Regions from separate parts of the Mus musculus genome. Here all the other regions are linked to region 7. The links are chromatin contacts, called in public Hi-C and HiChIP or PLAC-seq maps. All regions are on one chromosome and are shown on one strand. The core of a region is the stretch at or near the end of the contact, and the rest is flanking DNA. Distances in the headings are between cores, read along the strand shown.

Evidence for each region. HiChIP or PLAC-seq counts read pairs in DNA pulled down with a chosen protein or histone mark. Hi-C and Micro-C count contacts between places; a contact is called where the count stands out from the background.
Region 1: an H3K4me3 HiChIP or PLAC-seq map of bone marrow-derived macrophages shows a contact between it and region 7, with 12 times the contacts expected there. The contact joins two enhancer-like sites. A contact is called at or near these places in 6 of 484 Hi-C or Micro-C datasets (the N1E-115 cell line, bone marrow-derived macrophages, embryonic fibroblasts and 2 more) and 1 of 115 datasets of contacts at active chromatin or transcription factors (bone marrow-derived macrophages).
Region 2: a Hi-C map of the N1E-115 cell line shows a contact between it and region 7, with 7 times the contacts expected there. The contact joins two enhancer-like sites. A contact is called at or near these places in 1 of 15 datasets of contacts at CTCF or cohesin (large pre-B cells), 3 of 484 Hi-C or Micro-C datasets (the G1E-ER4 cell line, the N1E-115 cell line and bone marrow-derived macrophages) and 1 of 115 datasets of contacts at active chromatin or transcription factors (acute myeloid leukemia).
Region 3: a contact with region 7 is called in a RAD21 HiChIP or PLAC-seq map of pro-B cells, with 18 times the contacts expected there. The contact joins two enhancer-like sites. A contact is called at or near these places in 3 of 15 datasets of contacts at CTCF or cohesin (the NIH/3T3 cell line, large pre-B cells and pro-B cells), 12 of 484 Hi-C or Micro-C datasets (the AML12 cell line, the G1E-ER4 cell line, the N1E-115 cell line and 7 more) and 7 of 115 datasets of contacts at active chromatin or transcription factors (the NIH/3T3 cell line, T-cell acute lymphoblastic leukemia, acute myeloid leukemia and 4 more).
Region 4: a contact with region 7 is called in a Hi-C map of bone marrow-derived macrophages, with 9 read pairs. The contact joins two enhancer-like sites. A contact is called at or near these places in 1 of 15 datasets of contacts at CTCF or cohesin (large pre-B cells), 2 of 484 Hi-C or Micro-C datasets (bone marrow-derived macrophages and liver) and 5 of 115 datasets of contacts at active chromatin or transcription factors (T-cell acute lymphoblastic leukemia, acute myeloid leukemia, bone marrow-derived macrophages and 2 more).
Region 5: a RAD21 HiChIP or PLAC-seq map of pro-B cells shows a contact between it and region 7, with 18 times the contacts expected there. The contact joins two enhancer-like sites. A contact is called at or near these places in 2 of 15 datasets of contacts at CTCF or cohesin (large pre-B cells and pro-B cells), 2 of 484 Hi-C or Micro-C datasets (the G1E-ER4 cell line and bone marrow-derived macrophages) and 5 of 115 datasets of contacts at active chromatin or transcription factors (T-cell acute lymphoblastic leukemia, bone marrow-derived macrophages, extraembryonic endoderm stem cells and 2 more).
Region 6: a Hi-C map of bone marrow-derived macrophages shows a contact between it and region 7, with 12 read pairs. The contact joins two enhancer-like sites. A contact is called at or near these places in 2 of 15 datasets of contacts at CTCF or cohesin (large pre-B cells and pro-B cells), 3 of 484 Hi-C or Micro-C datasets (bone marrow-derived macrophages, embryonic fibroblasts and uterus) and 5 of 115 datasets of contacts at active chromatin or transcription factors (acute myeloid leukemia, embryonic fibroblasts, large pre-B cells and 2 more).

What each region holds. Positions count from the first base shown.
Region 1 is chr15:62,251,039-62,253,738 of GRCm38.p6, forward strand. All of the region lies in intron 4 of Pvt1 (Pvt1 oncogene), which reads left to right. Among named protein-coding and RNA genes, the nearest start is that of Pvt1, 210 kb to the left of the region's middle. Within about 2 kb of position 1,298, at least 14 of the 459 cell types and tissues checked have an H3K27ac peak or open chromatin away from gene starts, as enhancers often do. A contact at or near this core is called in bone marrow-derived macrophages, where this site is marked.
Region 2 is chr15:62,221,423-62,224,122 of GRCm38.p6, forward strand. All of the region lies in intron 2 of Pvt1 (Pvt1 oncogene), which reads left to right. Among named protein-coding and RNA genes, the nearest start is that of Pvt1, 180 kb to the left of the region's middle. Within about 2 kb of position 1,444, at least 62 of the 459 cell types and tissues checked have an H3K27ac peak or open chromatin away from gene starts, as enhancers often do. A contact at or near this core is called in the G1E-ER4 cell line, the N1E-115 cell line and bone marrow-derived macrophages, where this site is marked.
Region 3 is chr15:62,327,145-62,329,844 of GRCm38.p6, forward strand. No RefSeq gene overlaps it. Among named protein-coding and RNA genes, the nearest start is that of Pvt1, 290 kb to the left of the region's middle. Within about 2 kb of position 1,282, at least 150 of the 459 cell types and tissues checked have an H3K27ac peak or open chromatin away from gene starts, as enhancers often do. A contact at or near this core is called in the G1E-ER4 cell line, the N1E-115 cell line, the NIH/3T3 cell line and 4 more, where this site is marked.
Region 4 is chr15:62,137,975-62,140,674 of GRCm38.p6, forward strand. All of the region lies in intron 1 of Pvt1 (Pvt1 oncogene), which reads left to right. Among named protein-coding and RNA genes, the nearest start is that of Pvt1, 100 kb to the left of the region's middle. Within about 2 kb of position 1,302, at least 73 of the 459 cell types and tissues checked have an H3K27ac peak or open chromatin away from gene starts, as enhancers often do. A contact at or near this core is called in bone marrow-derived macrophages, where this site is marked.
Region 5 is chr15:62,168,087-62,170,786 of GRCm38.p6, forward strand. All of the region lies in intron 1 of Pvt1 (Pvt1 oncogene), which reads left to right. Among named protein-coding and RNA genes, the nearest start is that of Pvt1, 130 kb to the left of the region's middle. Within about 2 kb of position 1,400, at least 65 of the 459 cell types and tissues checked have an H3K27ac peak or open chromatin away from gene starts, as enhancers often do. A contact at or near this core is called in T-cell acute lymphoblastic leukemia and pro-B cells, where this site is marked.
Region 6 is chr15:62,111,278-62,113,977 of GRCm38.p6, forward strand. All of the region lies in intron 1 of Pvt1 (Pvt1 oncogene), which reads left to right. Among named protein-coding and RNA genes, the nearest start is that of Pvt1, 75 kb to the left of the region's middle. Within about 2 kb of position 1,389, at least 19 of the 459 cell types and tissues checked have an H3K27ac peak or open chromatin away from gene starts, as enhancers often do. A contact at or near this core is called in bone marrow-derived macrophages, where this site is marked.
Region 7 is chr15:63,600,389-63,603,088 of GRCm38.p6, forward strand. No RefSeq gene overlaps it. Among named protein-coding and RNA genes, the nearest start is that of 4930449C09Rik, 120 kb to the right of the region's middle. Within about 2 kb of position 1,358, at least 38 of the 459 cell types and tissues checked have an H3K27ac peak or open chromatin away from gene starts, as enhancers often do. A contact at or near this core is called in the G1E-ER4 cell line, the N1E-115 cell line, the NIH/3T3 cell line and 5 more, where this site is marked.

The sequences.
Region 1 (2,700 bases), core at 48-2,547, 1.3 Mb before region 7:
CTGGATATGCTCTCAACACAAGGACCAGAGATGAAGAAATGTTTGGAAATGAGTACATTGGTGATGCTGTGGAGGTGATTGAATGAACCTTGCACTCATTAGATAATCTCCCTTCCTCTCTCCCTAGGTATCTTTGAGCAGTCTTAGTCTAAGCAGCATTCTCTTCTATGGGGGTTTATGGACAGAATGGCTTGGCATTTATGGGCTTTCTATTGGAACACAGGAGTTCTGTCTTTTCCTTGAAATATGTGCAGACTGGTGACTGTTGTATGCAGCTCCTGCCTTGTGTTCTTGGAGTAGAAGCACCAGGAGAACATGGTGAGGGTGATGCTGAAGAGCCACTCTTAACCTAGCTATGGCCTTGGATTAGCTCCCTGCCAGCGATGGTCATCTTGACTATTTAGGCCTTTGGCATTTCTGTATGACCACAATCTAAGTGACATGTGAGTACCAGGGCATGGGAAATCCCCAGTGAGAACCACCCCACCAAGTCCTTCCCAGATTCCTGACCAAAATCATGACAAGCAGTACGAAATGACTGGTGTTTTAAAACACCAAGTTCTGCCATAATTTGTACTCGGCAATGAAATGCAGTCCCCACTGTAATTCTCCTGCACACTAGGCAACTGGGCAAATGACTTTCAGTATTAAGCACATCAAACTTCTCACCTCTGTGTTAGGAGTACTCATGTAGATGTTGCCATTGATCAGTCTGAAAGTAAGTTTTGTTTAAATGCAACAGGCTTTGCAGCAGCTACTATGTTTCTTCCAATCTAGACGCCACCCAAAAAGAAAGAAAAGAAAGGTGTAGCTCTCCATTAATTTATGCTTACAGAGAGAGAAACAAATCTTGCCAGTGAAACTACAGCCTGCCTCTGATTGGAGGATACTTCTCCTTTCAAAAGATTCATGTCTGAAAACTTCTGATTAGAAGGCTGATGAGCACAAAGACAAGGCTGTGCCCAGATGAAAAGTAAAAGCCTGAAGACTCAAGTTTGTGATAAATGGAGAGATCAGAAGAAATATGGCTTTGTATCAGAGATGTATAACTGTTGCCCCATTTTCCACAATGTAACACCGAGGTATAATACTGCTTGTGATCTGGGCCAGAAAGTGATCTCCTTGGACCATTGCCAACTAGAAGGAGTCAAATGGCATTGCTTCATGGCTCTTTAGCCAAACTGTGCTCTGTGAGAAGGATGAAGTCAGATCTCTAAATCAGGTTGTGTTGAGCTGTTGTTAGCAAGAGCTTGTCTGTGGCAATGATGACCAGTCAAGCCCCATTTCCTTCTGCTTCTTATGACATTCCCTTTTTAGGACATGAACTGGCATTTCCATCTGAGATGCCAACCAGAGTGCAGAAGAGACTCTGGTCACATCTTCCTTTTTTTTTTTTTTTTTTTTTTTTTTTTTTTTTTTTTTTTAAAGATTTATTTATTATTATATGTAAGTATACTGTAGCTGTCTTCAGATGCACCAGAAGAGGGCATCAGATCTCATTATGGGTGGTTGTGAGCCATCATGTGGTTGCTGGGAATTAAACTCAGGACCTTTGGAAGAACAGTCAGTGCTCTTAACCACTGAGCCATCTCTCCAGCCCCCTCTGGTCACAGAAATATATGCACCTGAATCCTAGCTGTTCCGTGCAGCACAGTAGTTAGCCTGGTCTCAGGGGTCTTTATTATGTTGATTCTACTGTAAAAGTTATCCCCCTGGGACCAGAGATGTTAAGTCTTATCCAAGTCAACTGCTTAATTATAAAAATTTACTTCATTGAAAAACAGCACTGTGCTACTGGGCATGCTCCCAAGACTGGGAAGAAAAGTTTCTCGCTATTATAGCTGTTCGGACAGACCAGTCAAAACAGACTTCTTCTTCTTCTTCTTTTTTAAATCCGAGACAGGGTTTCTCTGTATAGTTCTGGCTGTCCTGAAGCTCACTTTGTAGACCAGGCTGGCCTCGAACTCAGAAATCCGTCTGCCTCTGCCTCCCGAGTGCTGGGATTAAAGGCATGCACCACCACACCCGGCAAACAGTCTTCTATATAGCATCTCCTTATGGCCAACAATGTAGGCTTTCCACCAATACTGACAAAACAGAAATCTGTACAGACTCAACTCTGATGGGAAATTCTAGATCCTTGTTCCTGCACAGAAATGGCATTGGCTCCCTGAAGCAGTGTGGGTGGTGGCATCTCTGGATCATGCCCAACCTCCTGACAGTGTCTGCAGCTCTGGGGTCAGACTGCATGTCAGCCCGGTCACTACAACTTACAGTTTGAATGCCTGGGCACATTTCTCAGCTTCTCACCATTGCAACATTAAATAACTCTAGAATCTACCCCATCCCCAGACTGCCATAAGGAAGTGTGCTTGCTTAGATTGCATATCAGGTACCCAGTGATATTATTTGAAAGGCACTTGCTGAGTGTCTTCACCAACCATCTCCTATAGCTTGTGATCGTCATCATAGCCCTTTTTGTGACCCATCAGACAGTTTTACAGATGAGGAAATGTGCGGAGGTTCTTGCCCGTAGTTCTGTGGCTGGGGTATGATAGAACCTGGCTGTTACCTGACATCATTAAAATTGACTTCTTTTTTGTCCATGAGCTATATGCTAAGGAAGCTTTGTGTCTGGTTCTTCTGATGCAGGGACTTTCTTCTTTAGCCCCACATAATAGCTGCATTTATTTATGAGGT
Region 2 (2,700 bases), core at 194-2,693, 1.4 Mb before region 7:
CTCTTTTCCCCTGTGTAAAAATTCATGGAAGAGTGCACCTGAGTCTCCTTCACTCTCTGCAGTTGCAGGAGGCCTAGATAATAGCTTCCATAACTCCTCAGTGTGACTATCAAACATACAGCTTAATCTCAAATATGGACGTTGTCTGACAGGTCCATTCCTATTCCACTCTGCCGTGGGATAAGCTGAGGTCCCCAATGACATCAAGGTCACATGACAGTAGTAAAAGAGACTGAAATTAGAACCAGCCATCCACCCTGACCCATCTTAGTCCTTTTTTCCATAAGTGGCCCACCCACAACACTAAATTTATTTCTCCTTTCTTACTTTCCTCACTTTCAAGTGGACCAAAGAGAGATTCTACAAATGTGATAACTCAGGATGGTTTTGAGTCTGTTATTAATTAACCGCATCTTGTATCCTTCATGTATCTGAAGGATATCTGAAAGATGTCTTAGGTACGGCCACCCTAAGGAGCTGAAGTAGCTCCTAGAGATTGCCTAGCGAAGGGCTGGGTAACTTCTCTCTTCAGTTTTATTAGCTGTGGTTATTGAATTGGGACATCTTTATAAAATGAAATGCTATATAGCTATTTAAAAGAGTCAGCTGGAAAGAAAAGTATATGACTTATGCACATATTAATTAGTTGAATTTAGACTTCTACAATGTGCATATATATATAAAATATGCCATATTATATATACCATATACCAATTATATATACCATAAATATGTGTAATTTTTATTTGTCAATTAAAATTGTTCAATTGTAGTTACTAATGGATCTTGGAGGCAATGCAGAACATGGTTGAAATAATCACTCTAAAGAATAGCACCAATCTTAGCCATGATGACTTGGCTTTTTTAAAGGAGGGTATAAAATAGCAGAGTGTGAGGTTCACTTCCATCTCCTCCTTAACACACAGCCACGGTCCCCCACATCAGCCATTCAATCTACTGCAGACACGGTACCCCTGTCATGTTCTGTTATCTCTGTCTCTTCGCTGACCTGTCAGTCTTTCATGAAGTCTAGTCTAGCACTGCTTACAGATACAGTGAGATTACCAGGGCCAAGCCAGAATGGACATGTAATGGATTGTCCAGGGATACGAATGAATGAACAAATGAATGAACGAATGAATGAATCAATAGAGAAGAGAGAATTTTCCCGCAATTTCTTTCTACCTTCTACTCCTTGAGTGCATGAAGCCAGTATCTAAGTCCCACTCTCCTCTCTCCCTCTTCTGGTCCCATCCCTGCCCCCTTCCTCTCCTTGAGTATCTTGACTCAACAAGGCTTCCTCATCCTTCCCAGGCTTCAGAGAAATCAGGAGCGGTGAATGATCGAAATGGACCTTTGAGATTACAGTGTGGAGCTGACATTGCCAGTTAAGCCTGGGCAGATCTGACTTAATTGATTTAGTTGTTGGAGCAGAGACAACCCAGAGGCTTGGATCAGCCTCCCCATCTGACAGTGTGCTGGTGAGTCAGATCTGTTGGGGTTTGAGTCTGTGCTCTGGGTACGGCTGCCTGGGTGACCTTGGCTGTGTTACTCACCCTTGTTGAATCTCAATTTCCTGATCTGCAAAAGAAGACTTAAGTGCGGCTTTGGAGGTCCTGGTGAGGATGAGCCTTGATAACGCTGGTGCAAATGCCCTTTAGAGACAGCAGGAGGGTGAAAGTGCTTATTGTGTGTAGAGTAGAGGAGGTTGCTGTCATTTCTCAGGGAGGAATCCCAAGGCCAGGTCAGAAGAGGTTATAATTTGACTCTTGTTCTGTTCGATGCACTTCTCAAACTGCCCAGGGTTTGCAGCTTAAGCGCATAAATTATCCTGCTCCAGCAGACCCTGTGTTCTGTAGTGAGCCATATGTTGGAGGAGATAGAGATCCTTATCTAGCAGAGTAATATTACCCAGCAAGGGATGACATTTCTTATCAGAGGCTGAGGAGTCAGAGATAGGAGCTTTTCTTTTCAATGGCTGCCAGACCTCTATGTCCTGGGCTGGCACGGTGGGTGGTGGGAAGGGCTTGATGCCTAGGAGTGGACAGCTGATGCTGTTGCAGGCATCAGCTGGCCTTCATCTCTTATGACAACCAGGCCTGCTAGGCTTGCCTTGTCAGAAGTGGGTCCTTTAGAGATTTTTGCATGTGGATGCTCTGATAGCGACTAGGCAGAGGGGAGTGAGAAAGGAAGAGGGGAACCTCATAATGGTGCAGGCCAACATTGGGTGGAGGCGGAGCCCCAGCCTGTGTCAGGCTCCCCTTTCTAGGAGCACAGGCAATCCCCTGCTGCATGGACAAAGCCTGGCTTTCTATGCAATGGCTCTGTAGGGTAGGGTATCTCTGTTCCTACTAAAACCAAGCTGTTGGAACGCTTCTATGCTCCTCCCAAGTCAGCTTCCTAGAGGCTCTGTGCCTTGTGCTCTGTCCTGGAAGTTGAGTTGTATGGATGCATCCACAGGGTGACTGAACTGTGAAATGCTCAGCTTCTATCGGGAGGACAGACCTGGAGTTTGTTCTCCCTCTGACACACTGCTGGTACTTTCCTAATTCAGACAGTATCTACACAGAAGGTCTACACAGAACGTGCCATCCCTGTGTTACTTGCCAAGTGGTCCCCTTAAAGCCTCAGTTTCTTTGTCTATAGCAGGATGAAGTGATGTCAGATCTTTCTATCTCTCCCATGACTAGTTTTGAGGGT
Region 3 (2,700 bases), core at 32-2,531, 1.3 Mb before region 7:
CATATATGATGGGTATGAGTGAACTCCAGAAGTGACACTTCTTCTGTTGACGCCACATTTTGATTCTTCCTTAAATATAGTGACTATGTCACATAGTCTACAACCAACACTGTGCTGGGATCTGCCAATGTCAGTGGGATTATGAGCCTGTCTTCTGACCTCATGCTTCTCTACTTCCTCCAGAGTTTGAGACTATAAAGGTCACCTTTACATTCTATGTCTTTCGTCTTCCTGAGCTTGACCCTCTGCTTCGGAAGACGCATGCTTAAGCTTGCCTAGAAACCCTCATTGCACAGCCCTTTAGTTGCCCCTTCTGTATGACTCTCTTTGTAGACAAAACCACAAACCCCGATGGGCAATTAGAGATTTTCAGTGGCAGCAATTTGGGATGATTTTGGCTAATTGCTGTCCTGTGTGAAAGAGTGGACATCGTCTTTGACAGCTGGCCTGAGCAGTCAGCAGTGTGTGAGGAGAGTTTCTCTTCTGACTTTGAAAGTGGTGGTGGGGGCAGGGTGGGCAGTGACCTGCTGTAGTCAGTCAGAAATGTTGTGTCTGCCTTTAGCCCTGCACTGGCAAACCCCTGAGCTCTGGCAGACACTGCACAGATTAAATAGGCTTTAGAGTATGCAGAGTTATATTCTCACTCACAGTTTAGCAAGTTTAACAAGGGTTGCTACTTTGTCTCAGCTGAACTGGGAGGATCCCTAGACAAGAAAAGGATGGGGAGTTTGATGACCTCATTATTTACTCTCCTAACGTTTGTTGGGAGTAAATTGTGTGGCCCCTTACTTCCCTCTCTCCCTCCTTCCTTGTTTTCTCCCTTCTTCCCTTCCTTCTCTTTTCTCTTTTCTTTTCTTTTCGTTTCTTTTCTTTTCTTTTCTTTTCTTTTCTTTTCTTTTCTTTTCTTTTCTTTTCTTTTCTTTTCTTTTCTTCTCTCTCTCTCTCTCTCTCTCTCTCTCTCTCTCTCTCTCTCTCTCTCTCTCTTCCTCCCTTCCTTCCTTCCTTCCTTCCTTGCTTCCTTGCTTCCTTGCTTCCTTGCTTCCTTCCTTTCAGTTATACTTTTCTGCTTCAGACAACCAAGCACACCACCAGAGAAAGAGGAAATCAGTTTCCATTCTTACTTTCTTCTAAGGGTAAAAGAATGCACTGGTTTCCTCCCATGGGATCCCTTTCCATCTCTGCCAGGGTCATCAGTGGGGTGGTGTTAAGTGCTGTGCGAAGGCTGGGAAGGTTCTTGTTGCCACACTCTCTGCCTGTGGTTTGTGTCACCTCTGGGCACTGTCCTTGTTCTCCTGAAAGCCGTGGTGTTTACAGTGAATGCAGCATGCTGGGATCACACTGTGAAGCTGTAGGGGGTGTCTGAGTTCACATGTCCTGCATTCCAGGCAAATGTTTTTAATATTGAGCAATGCTATGGTTTGCCAGGGTGAGGTCTGTGCTATTGGAATGCCACCGAAAAGGAAAGTCCCGGACAGATAGTGACTCAAATCATCTCCTCCACTCACAATCCTCGGGGCTTTAATTCCTACTCAATTCCCTCATGATAAATACAGCTCCGTGTGCTTACTGACCGCACCGCTCTTATTGGTTCTGATAAGTACAACTTTCCAAGAGATAGGGACGCAAATTGTCATATTTTGTTGAGTCATGTGTGCTCAGCAACTCTTTCCCAAACATTGCATCAGTAATTGGCAGCTCCCTGGTCTCTGCTGTATGACACTCTATGCCCAGGAAAAGCTCTATCCATTTCATGAAAGAAAGAAAGAAAGAAAGAAAGAAAGAAAGAAAGAAAGAAAGAAAGAAAGAAAGAGAGGAAGGAAGGAAGAAAGGTCTCTCTCTGCCTGGCTGTGATAGCCTGCTCTTAAGGAAGCTGAACCCCCAAGGGAGCAAAGACAAACTGCATTTTCAGATAAGTTAGAAAACTATGGCTATTTTACTTTCCACCTCCACTGGTCTCCTAGCAACAAGACAGCTGATGACTTCTACCAGGAAAAGGAAGCCTGGAACTTGGGGGAGCCCGTCTGAATTCTTGCTCGCAGTCTGATTTATTTGAAGCTTGGCTGCATTCTTGGGTGTGGAGACCCAGAAGTCCAGTCATCGGGGCATTCCCTGACCTTCACTTGACCTCCATCAATGCACAGATAGAGGGAAAACAGATGAGAGGTGCTTTCACAAGATTTCTTTCACAAGAATCTGCTTGGTGGGGAACAGATATTTCCTTTGATTTGAGGAAGGGCAGTCGAAAGCCTGCCTGTGACATGGAATGAAATCTCAGAAAAAGCAAGGAGCTAAGTGGGTATCAGAAACCAGGGGTCCTACTGGTGTCAATCTCTCCCTGAGGAGTTCAGGCAGGGAGTTCTTGTGCCCTTGTTCTTACATAGTGTTGATATTCTCAACTATAAAGTAAGGGGATTGAAACAGATGTCCTTTCAGGGTTGTAGGCCTCTATGTGTTCTTAAATAGTTTCCCAAATATACCATTATATCATCAGCCTTTCTGATTGTCTGTCTGTCTGTCTGTCTGTCTCTCTCTCTGTCTCTCTCTCTGTCTCTCTCTCTCTCTCTCTCTCTCTCTCTCACACACACACACACACACACACACACACACAGAGAGTCACTACATGTTGAGCAAGAATCCAAACTCAGGTGTGGCTCCTACCCTATTCATACAGCAGCAGCTATGTGGCTGACATCCGTGTCT
Region 4 (2,700 bases), core at 52-2,551, 1.5 Mb before region 7:
AATCCAGATAGCTGTGAGCTTGAGCGGGAATTGACAGATGTCAGTTACACATCAGTGTCTGCCTTAGATTTTACCTTGAAGTAGACTTCTCCCAGGGTCCTTGAGGTGGGAAACTCATACACAGCACACAGGAGTGATGAGGCATGAGGTCAGGTTCTCTGCTAACATGACACAGGGACCAAATATTTTGTCCTGCACCTCCAACTTTCTAAAACTCTCTGAATTTTTTTTCCCTTTGATGAAACCTCAAACAAACCTGGCTTCAATTCTGATTTTTTTGTTTGTTTGTTTTTCTTTTCCTTCCTTCCTTCCTTCCTTCCTTCCTTCCTTCCTTCCTTCCTTCCTTCCTTCCCTCCTTCCCTCCCTCCCTCCCTCCCTCCCTCCCTCCCTCCCTACCTCCCTCCCTCCCTCCCTCCCTCTTTCTTTCTTTCTTTCTTTCTTTCTTTCTTTCTTTCTTTCTTTCTTTCTTTCTTTCTTTCTTTCTTTCTTTCTTTCTTTCTTTCTGAGACAGGGTTTCTTTGTGTAGCTCTGACTGTCCTGGAACTCCCTCTGTAGAGCAGGCTGGCCTCAAACTCAAGAGATGCACCTGCCCCTGCCTCCCCAGTGCTGGGATTAAAGGCGCACACAAGCACTGTGCGGCTTCAATGCTGATTCTTCAAAGTCCATGGAGGATTGAGTTCAGCCAGAGACCTGGCTTCAGCTTTTGAAAAGAAGGTGTATGTGTTTGCACATGTATGTGTGGGCGCTGCAAAGCTGGTCTGCACGTGCGGCCTTCCAGAGAATCCCTTTCTTTGCAGCTGATTCTCTCTCCTCTTCTGTACTATATCAAGGGCTGCATCCACTGAATTGATTCCGTTGGATTTGTAGAATCTGCTCAATGTGGTAAGGGGCCACTCTGGTTCATGCAGCAGGATTGCTGTGTTTCTGACTTCCTGTCTCTCTGTGCTTGCTGCTTGTGGGGCATTTCGAAGATGTCTCATTTCTGTGAGAAGGTGTGCTCATTTCGAAGATGTCTTGTGAACTCCAGCCATTTGTTTTCCTCTCCTACACTGCCAGGGACCCCTGGCCAGACTTTCCTGCAGCCTTAGGACCCTGTGTCTTTCTGCTTTACTTCTCTGTCTGTGATAGGGTGGCACCGTGTTTTTTCCTTAGGACCCAGATTGGCATGTATTGAAGGCATACTTTGTGCAGATGGAGACTGGTAGTCTGTCCTCAGAGCAGCAGCCTAACCAGTGTGTGGCTCAGCATGAAGACATGTGAGTCAGTTTCCTCCCTAGCATTGAGCCAGTGAGAATCCACACCCAGACCTCTGCCTGCCACCCTAATGCAGCTCTTGTTTACATAGGCCAGAGGTGCCCCTTCTCATGGGTCTGCCAATCCCCAAATACGGCCACAGCCAGAAAGTGAGAGGGTGCCCCTTATATAAGGCTCTGTGTGCTGGTCCCCAGACAATGCCGTTTCCTCGCCTGGCCATGTGTGACTGCATAACACCCCTTGACTCATTTCCTCTGGAAAACTCGGCAGGGCCACTTTGCCCTGCTTCCTGCTTCTGTCACACAGATTTCCTAGGAATACCACCTCCCTGTGCTGCTTCGGGTGTCTGAGATCTGAGTGGCAGGGAAGCTGCCTGAGGGTGCCCCTGAGCCGTCACGATGGGCATTCTAGAGAAAGAGAGGAGAGATGAGCAGCCTTGGTTCAGTTACCTTGAGAATTTCAATTGAGGAAAAGACAAATGCAAATGTTTCTCCCAAGCTTTGAGCTGGAAATTCTGGACTATTGTCTTTACGAGCTCTGTAAGGTTTAAAAGTCTTTAGATGCTTCCTGAAATTATGGGGACTCCCTTCTTGGGAGGGAGAATCTATTCTTGAGGGATGTGGGGAAAGTTAAAGTGATTTTCAATTCATTTTATGTTTCAGAGACCCTATCTCGTGTCACCTAGGCTGGCCTCAAACTCACTGTGTAGTCGAGGGATAACTGTGAAATGATCCTCCCTGCTTCGTATCCTGAGAGCTGGGATTTGTGGGCCTGCAACATACAGACTGCTGGCTTCGTGATGGTGGCTTGCCAGCTGCTCCCTGGAGAAGCAGTGCTGGGGTAGGACTGACTGACAGTCACTTCTGGGGCAGGCAGGGCTGGAGTTTTGTTCTGTTTGTGCTGCTGTTGCTTCTGCATATGCTGCATATGCTGGGATCCAACTGTCCCTATTTAAATTTTCTTTTCTTCATTTAAGTCTCCCCCACCCCCTCCCCAATAAGAAGGAAGTAAGCAGGGGTGCCTATTAGCTCGTTGATTGCATGGACAGCAGCACATTCACCTGTCTTCACTGTTCTTCTACAGGTTAATTTGATGCCTATTCAGAGAGGCCAGCTAGGTGTATCTCTGTCTGTCTGTCTCTGTGTCTGTCTGTCTGTCTGTCTGTGTATGCATGTGTACACATGTCAGTCTTTTCTATTCTAGATATTCTATTCTCTATTCTAGTTATTCTATATTTCAATTTTTCTATTCTAGATATTTCTAGACAGTATCTGTTGTGTGCTGAACCCCAAGGTAGGCATTTTCATTCATTTCTCAGTATGAATTCAGCCTGCGAGTGACAGATCCTGTATTTCTTGTTGTAAAGGAGTAAATGAAGTTTCAAAGAGACAAAATGCCTTGTCTCCAGTCAATATAGCCGGGAGCTATCAGAATCATACACAAGTC
Region 5 (2,700 bases), core at 150-2,649, 1.4 Mb before region 7:
TCCATCCAATCATCATCTAATCACATGAGGAACGTTTTGCTTATGCTATTTCATGAATAGTGTGCTGGGGGAACAAAGATAGACCATGTATGACTCTAATGGCCTAGGACTTAGGCACACACTGCAACAAACATGAAGATCTGAACCTTTTTCATAGCTCCTGCTCATTAGTCATAGTTGTGAGCCTTGAATCCCATACTCTTGTCGATGCATTGTTTCCTCATCTATAGGGATGTTACCTGCCTTACTAGAGCTTTTATGTGATAACACAGAGCCTTGAGAATCCATCATTAAAAACAAAACAAAACAAAAACCCAAATAAACAAAGTAAAAAAACAAACAAAACAAAACAAAAACAAATAAAAAACTACCCTCGTTGGCCTGTAACTTTCCATCTAACCCAGGCTAGCCTGAATTACTAATCGTCATATCTCAGTTGCCTGAATGCTGGGGTTACAGGCCTGGGCCACCACAGATGGGTCATGAGATCCTGCATCTTACATGCTGAATTTTTCTCTGAGGCAGGTATCAGTGTGTAGGTTAATAAGCAGGATGCTTACTCTGGAGTACATTGGGATCAACAATTGTGAAACGCATGGAAGGAATCAGGATTGGAAGGAGCCATCAAGCTGTGAAGGTGTCTGAGCATAGCATAGCCTCAGAGAGAGCTCTGCATAGACCACACTAGAATGCTCTTTGAGAACTGTCCTGAATTGTGGTGGCATGACGGTTGATCAGTGACAATGTAGCTTTGCCTGGAAGGATACTTGAGTCTGACCCTGTTCAGCTAAAGTTGTCTCCAAAGAAGCTGGCAGCTGAGTGTCAGTTGGTTGTACCAAGCAACTGTTTTTAATGATGGATGCATGGTACCTAGCACAAAATAAGCAATCAGTATTTAGGGAATGTTTTCACCCAAGCACTATTCATTCAGCAAGTGGTTACTATTTGGACAATGTTCTACTACTGAGCTCCTTATACGAGTCGTGCACCATGGCTACAAATAGGAAGTTTATAATATGAGGTAGGTTCAACACTGGCTTCCTGGAAGAGTAGACCTGGAGATGTGACTTCCTGGATCATGGGCCCTGGGACTCGGTATTTCCTTGTCTTTCTAGAAGATCATTTCTTGAGATGAGGTGCGAGGTGTCTCAGGGGTGGGACTCTCCATCACGGCCCACCTGATGGTGCACCTGTGCACCACGGGAAACTCCCTGCTAAACTTACATTAACTGTTTGAATTCCCAGTAGCTTGGAACTTCCCCAGGGGTCCCATTGGCTCTGTGACTTTCCATCACTTAAGTAATTGGAGGATGGAGCCGAATGGAAATAATCTATACGCTTTCTTCTGTGAGTCACCAAAAACTACAGCCCAGAGTGTGTGTAACTGCTTGACTTACTTTTCCTGTATGCAAATGAGCTGTCATTACAGTTCAGTAAGTAGAGACTCTACAGAGTGAACATGAGACCATTATAGTTTCTATTTGAAAAAGACAGAGATAGCTTGGTACAACTGTCTGCCTTGGCAAGAGCCCTTGGTAGAAAGTGCTTTTGGGTTGGGACCTTACAACTCTTTGGGAAGTGTTTGTTGGTACACTCTGGCCCCATTTTCCAGCTCTTGCCTTGACCAAGACATAGCAGGAAGTAGATGATCTCTAGTGTGGGGTAGGTTGTTTTTATCTCCACAAGTCACCCAGGTGATCAGAGAAGCTTTCCGGAAAGCAATGGCTTTGATGTTCTGGGTGACAAGCTGTGAGTGTGCGGCAGGAAAGGAGGGTTTTGAGGTTGGAGAAATGAAACTACTTTGGGTGGTGACTTCATCACTTGACACCCCTATGGTAGGAAGGTTCTTATAAAAGAAAGGTGAATGCAAGGGTAGGTATGAAAAGGAAAGTTTGAGGTGGACAACAGTGAGATGACGGGCTTCTCATGGTTCAGGGAAATCTACCGGCACCATCGACCTTCTAGGACCCTTCTTCCTCCCACACTTCACCGAATCCTCAGTTTCACCAGTGACCATGTTTACACCTGTTATCTGCTCCATTCTTCGCACATGATGTTACCCTGACCCCATGTGTGCCTACTGCTCAGGGAGCTTGGCTTAGAAACCAGAGTTCTTGGGACAAATAGCCTTTCTCCATAGAATCATAGTGGCCCTCACTGACCTGAGAGCATCCCGTCTTCCAGTTCCCAGTTTGTAGAAGCTATACCTTCCCCTACCCCTCCGAGCTTCTCCTCTGTGGAGCCCCAATGTTCTGTTCATGGCTCTTCTGAGCCTTGGCTTCTTAAGCCCTAACTGGGACTGATAGCAGTCCCTGCCATTCTCTTTAGGTCACCGCTGTGCAGAGGAAAGGCTTCACACACTGCCTGAGTTGCATTTCTTGAGGGTGTTTTTCCTCGATGGCTTTTTTTTTTTTTTTTTAGCTGTGCTGGGGAGTCAAGGATATATGACCTCACCAATTAGTGATCAAATCTTTGACACCCTTAGGTGTTACCCAGGATACTAGTTTAGCCATTTGGAACCAGGTGTGTCTAACCTGTGGCCAATAGGCCACTTGAGTCTTACGATAGCTGTTAATGCAGTTCACTACTTTCATAGATGACACTATCATATCGCAATAGCAAAAGGTTGGACAGCTCTGTAAGATTTAGCCCATCTATCTTCTGAAAACAGGAATATGTGCAAGGAATGAGTGACTGCTG
Region 6 (2,700 bases), core at 139-2,638, 1.5 Mb before region 7:
TGGGTTAGCCTGTGACATGGGTTAGCTTGTGACATGGGTTAGCTATGGCTCCTGCTTTACATCTGGCAATACTGTGGCAACTGTGCTTCCCTCTGAATCTGGAAGATTCCTTATGAGATGGCTGCTTAGCTTGATCTGCAGCAACACACACACACACACACACACACACACACACACACATTCTGTAACCTATGGAGAACATCTTATTTATGTATGCTTTTATGCTTATTATGCATAAACCACACTTGTTTTATGTGTGTGGGGTTCTACCTCCATGTATATCTGTGTAGCATGTTCATGTATGTCTACACAGCATGTACACGCATGTCTGTACAGCACGTGCATGCAGTGCTTGCAGTCCTCCGTATACTCTGGAATTGCAGTTATAGGCAGTGGTTATCTCTCATGTGAGTGTTGGAATTGAGTTAGGTGAGTGCTGGGAATTGAATCAGGGTCCTCTGCAAGAGTAACCGGTACCCTTAACCACTATGCCATTCTTCCAGCTCCTGAGAGTAACTTATAATCATGTGAGGAATGCTGCCACTGCAGGCACTGTGTGGGTCCTGTCCACTCTGTTGTGCATATTGAATACCTAGTGTGCTTCAGTCAACCCCTCCATTACCCTAGGTTGACTCATGGCATAGTAAATATTCCCACTGTGCATTTGACTGGTGGCTTCATATCTTTCTCGTTCATTTCTTTTCAATGATTGGAGGCTGTTATCTCCCCCACAATGGTACAGTGAGAATGAAATAAAACACACATTTGAGCGTTTGAGTCAGCGGGTTGTTTGGGGACATATAACATCTATTCAGGGAATATTAGTTATTTTTAAGTAAATTGTTGAAGTAGAATTGGAAGATCAAAACATGCAGACACAGAGAAATAAGAAAATGCTGAAGATGTGTCATGACTCACGGAAATTTAATGTTCAATCTAGCTTTGGGTTTCCTAGTTACCACAGCATGCTGAGTGGGTTATATTTCTGTCTAAATTAAGGTTTGGCAAACTTCTCCTCCCCAGGGCTAGAAAGTAAATATTTTCAGCTTTGGGAGCCCTGCAGTTCTCTACTGCTCATCTGCCCAATGAGACTGCTGGGAAGCTGCCATTGGTGGTATGTAAATGAGTGGGTGTAGCTGTGTGCCAATAAAACTTTATTTACAAGACCTGGCCAAGGGCCCATAAGCTGTCGTTTGTTCTTGCTTTAAATGAGGAAACCTGTTTATCTTTGGAAGAAATTTCTCCTGGATCATAAACACTGGATAGGGTTTGTCATGAGATATAATATTTGTATGAAGCTGTGGAAACAGCAGATGGGTAGCGCATTCATTGGGTTTCACAGGAAACATAAAGAAGGCCTTCACACGGTCAGTTCATGCCTACTGTGTCTTAAGCTGTGATATTGACAGAGAGTACATGTACTTTGGCTGGGATAGGGGACTGGCAAGGGAGAGACCGTAGTGATAATTCAGCAAGGGCACGTTAGAGTGTTTGTTCTTAAGTATAGTGTTGAGTCCTGGATTGCATCCAGAGCTCAATGCTCCTTTGGAGCAAAATTAACCCTGTTTGGAAGCCTTCAGTTTCATAGCTGGTTGCTCTCCCTCTGCTTTCTTAAGCTCTTTGAGCTCTGCTTTGTCCATCTGCAAAGCTGAGTTGCACCAGGGCCGGGTCAGCTAGTGTTTGCTTTTTAGTTCCTTCCCACACGAGATCCAGGGGGAGGGTGAACTTCTCCAGCACTGGCCTGCAGGGGTGAGGATCATACCGTTGTTGTGGTTGGGTCTGTCGCTATGTATTGTAATTCTAAATTCTGTATCCCTATGTCTAGTTGCCTCTAGACACATATGTCAGCTTTTGTTGTGCAAACCTTGCTCCCTAATTTAAAGCTATTGGTTAATAAAGATGCCTACAGCCTGGAGCTGGGCAGAAGAAAGGTCGGGGAGGGGGCTTTGGTTCTAGGGCTTGGGGACTGAGGCAGAGATGATAGAGATGACAGAGAGATAAAGAGAGAGAGAGGATGCCATGGGGTAGGTGGATCATGAGCACATGACTAGTTGGTGTAGGAGCAGCCCAGGCACAACAGGGCAAGTGATATCTTGGGGTTACTGACAGGAAAGTAGACCAACTAGCATAGAGGGTTGGTATCTTCCCAGCTCTTATGCTTTAAGGCTTATTATCAATACAAATATTTTGTGTCTTTTCTTTGGAAACCAAATCACCTAAGGCGGGGTAGAAACCGCCAAATAATATTTACCACAACACAGTCCCCCTCTTCCTGTGAATATTTAGCCTGTGGGATTCCAGCGCTGACAAAGGCAAGAGATTCTAAGCAGTCATCTGTGTAACCTCCCAGCCTTTGGCCAAGCCCTGACTGAGTTTGGGTGACGGTAAGGCTTATAGTCACTGCACCAAAGATCTTGCCTGATATGGAGTGGGACTAGGCAGTGGCCACTGGAAACCTGGGTCAAAATGGGTGAGTATGGGCCTCTTCTCCCTGGTACTTGGCTCTCTGGAGTGAGACAAGGCTCTGGACAATTTAGCAACACTTGATGACTTGACCAAATAAACAGCCAGCCACAAACTCGCAGACTCCTTTTCACCCTTGGTCACCAGAAACTCTTTGTTATATGTTTAGGATCCATGAAGAGATGTAGAATAGTAAAAATAATTCTTTGGATGGAGTATTAGAAAACCTAGAACCAT
Region 7 (2,700 bases), core at 108-2,607:
TATCCTGATTGTTAAGTAGAATAACCATTTATAGGGTGGTATCCCCAATACAACTAGAGCTTACACTACGAGGGAGGGTTTATACATAGAATATATATTTGATGGATATGTAGAAGAAATTTTAGGGAACAATTTACAAATCCTGCTTATCAAATGGCCCAAGCATTGGTATCTTTATTCCATACATAAAATAAAATGTATAACAAAATAAACAATTTCATAAGAGAAAAAAGTAATACAATTTTCAAATAGAAGGGCTGGAGAAATGGCTCAATGAGTAAAATGCTTGCTGCATATACAGGAGGACCTGAGCTCAGAATTCCAGAATCCTTGAAGCAAAAGAAAGAATTAGATAAAATATCAAGGAAAAGCATAGACTGAAACAAAAAGAAAGTAAGATATATATTGTAAACTAATGTTCTGAAGATGCACATTGTCAGAATGGATTTAAAATATGTAAAAGGGTATAAGGAATATTTTAAGAGAAATTAAGGTTAAATAGATCTAAATGGATATGAATGTATATTGAATGGTATAAATATAAGATTGATGGGTTTCCCCAGTTACTTTTCTCCAGAAAGGACGAGCCAACTCTCAACTATGTGGGAGAGAGAAAGAGAGTAGTAGTCTGCTTCTGGAGAAATTGCAGACAAGCATTTCGCAAGCCAGAAAGCATCTATAATGTCTGCCGTGGACTGTGTCTTGTGAACCAGACTCTCTGGAAGCTGAGACAGAATTCCATTGACACATAAAACCCCATTCTGTTAAAACTTTCAGGCTCTGGTCCTCACTGCTCAGACTAGTGCAGCCCCACTGACTCAAGCTGACTATCCCCTCCATATTATCTCACATGTTAAAAAAAATTAATTAAGATGATCATAGTCCCCCTTGATTTTTTTTTTTTTGACCTTTGCTCTTCTTGAGTAAAACACTAAGAAGACAGAAATTGTCTGGGGCAAGAGACTTACACCTTTGTGAGTGTGGCATAGCAAGCCAGCTGTGCAGAAATAGCTGTTTGATCACGTACATGAATGTGACTGCTAGAGGAAAAATAGTTCCACCAGTTATTTTGTAGGCTGTGGTGAGATTTAACTGAGAAAGTCCATATGAGGCTGTCATCAATGTCTTTCATCCAATCTGTCTCTTACCAGATATCTCTATCAGGGAGGTGGGAGATTTATAGAGCCACACCCATCATCTCCCTGCAAAGGAAGGAATCCAACCTGCATACCTAAAATTTGCAGAGCCTTGAAGCCATTCTGAAGATTGTGCGTTGGATGAAACTGGATTCCCAATAAAGGACTCTGTGACAGGGTATTGCCCAGCCTGAGGCACTGACTACTCCAAAGTTGGACTGAGCTTGCCATCTAGAGGACACCAGGGGACAGACAGTCCCTACAGGGTCTTCGGTAGACAAGACCTTGGCACCTTAAGACAGACAAAGCTCCCTCTCTAAAGGACATTCGTTGAGGGTTTGACTGTCCAAGCATCATAGGGGCAGAGAAAAATACAGCCTCTGCCCTTGGTGCTCTAACGTGAAAATGAGACTCGCTTTCTAGAAGGATGGAGAAATTTCCTCTCGCAGATGTGTCCACTAATAAATCACAATGCCAGCTAAGGTTTCTCTCTGAATTAGATCTCAGTTTTCTTGACACTCAAGCTGAGGTGGACATCAGAAGTCCTCACTGCTTCATCTTGTCACTAAAGGGTAACGCCAGCCAGCTGAGGCCACACAGCTAGAAAGTAGCAGAGACAGACTTTGTGGAGTAATACTGGAAGTACCTGTATCAAGAGACTGACCTGTGCCTGAAGCAGCCAGATGCCATGGACCTTGTGGGAAGAAAACAGAGCAAGCAGAGACTCTGGGCTGTTGGTATTTCAAGGGCAGATTTTTATAAGTCAGACGTATTCATATCTTGTTGAGGCCCTAATTTGCCAGTGATGGAAGAAATGAGGAACTTTGGCCTCTGGCCTAGATTCACATAACTCTTCTCACCCTATAAATCCAGTGAGGCTGGAGAAAGTTTTTCTGACTGTATATACGCTTACAGTCTAAGAATCCTTTACCTTTTGAAAGGTGCCAATGTGGCTACATACAATTCAGGGCATTTAAACTAAAAAAGAAAATCTCTTTTCCAGAAGCAAGTCTGTAGGCCAGAATCCTAAACATTTCACCAATGTATAGCCTGTCCATATTCATGCTATCACTTACCATTGCATTCACAGTTAGTTTACACTTGTATGCACAGTCAGTTAGCAAGTGTGAATTCTGAATGAGCTGTGGTTAGGCATCAAGGAGACAGTGATGCCATGATATTCACAGCCACTGTCCTCATGCATCTTACATAGTTAGGAGACTATGAGAAATGCCCCAAAATGGCACCCCTGAGTAGACATTGAGGATTAAGTAATAACAAACTGAAAGTGAATTTGCAGTTGCCTTTCTACTCATTCTCTGTGTGGTCACTGCACCTTTGGTACCCTTTTCTTAGAGCTTCCCTCACTCAATGTATTCTTTTCCATCTTTTTTTAAATTTTGTTAAGTTTTGATATAAAAAAAAAAAACCTATCTATACACATGGACTTTCTGCTTCTGGAGGCCAGCGAAAAATTCTATCTATCTCATAATCTCCCACATTTTCTAGAGCCAAGAATCAAGATAGTAGATTTGGGTTGAAATTTTGGATAAATCAAAGGGTC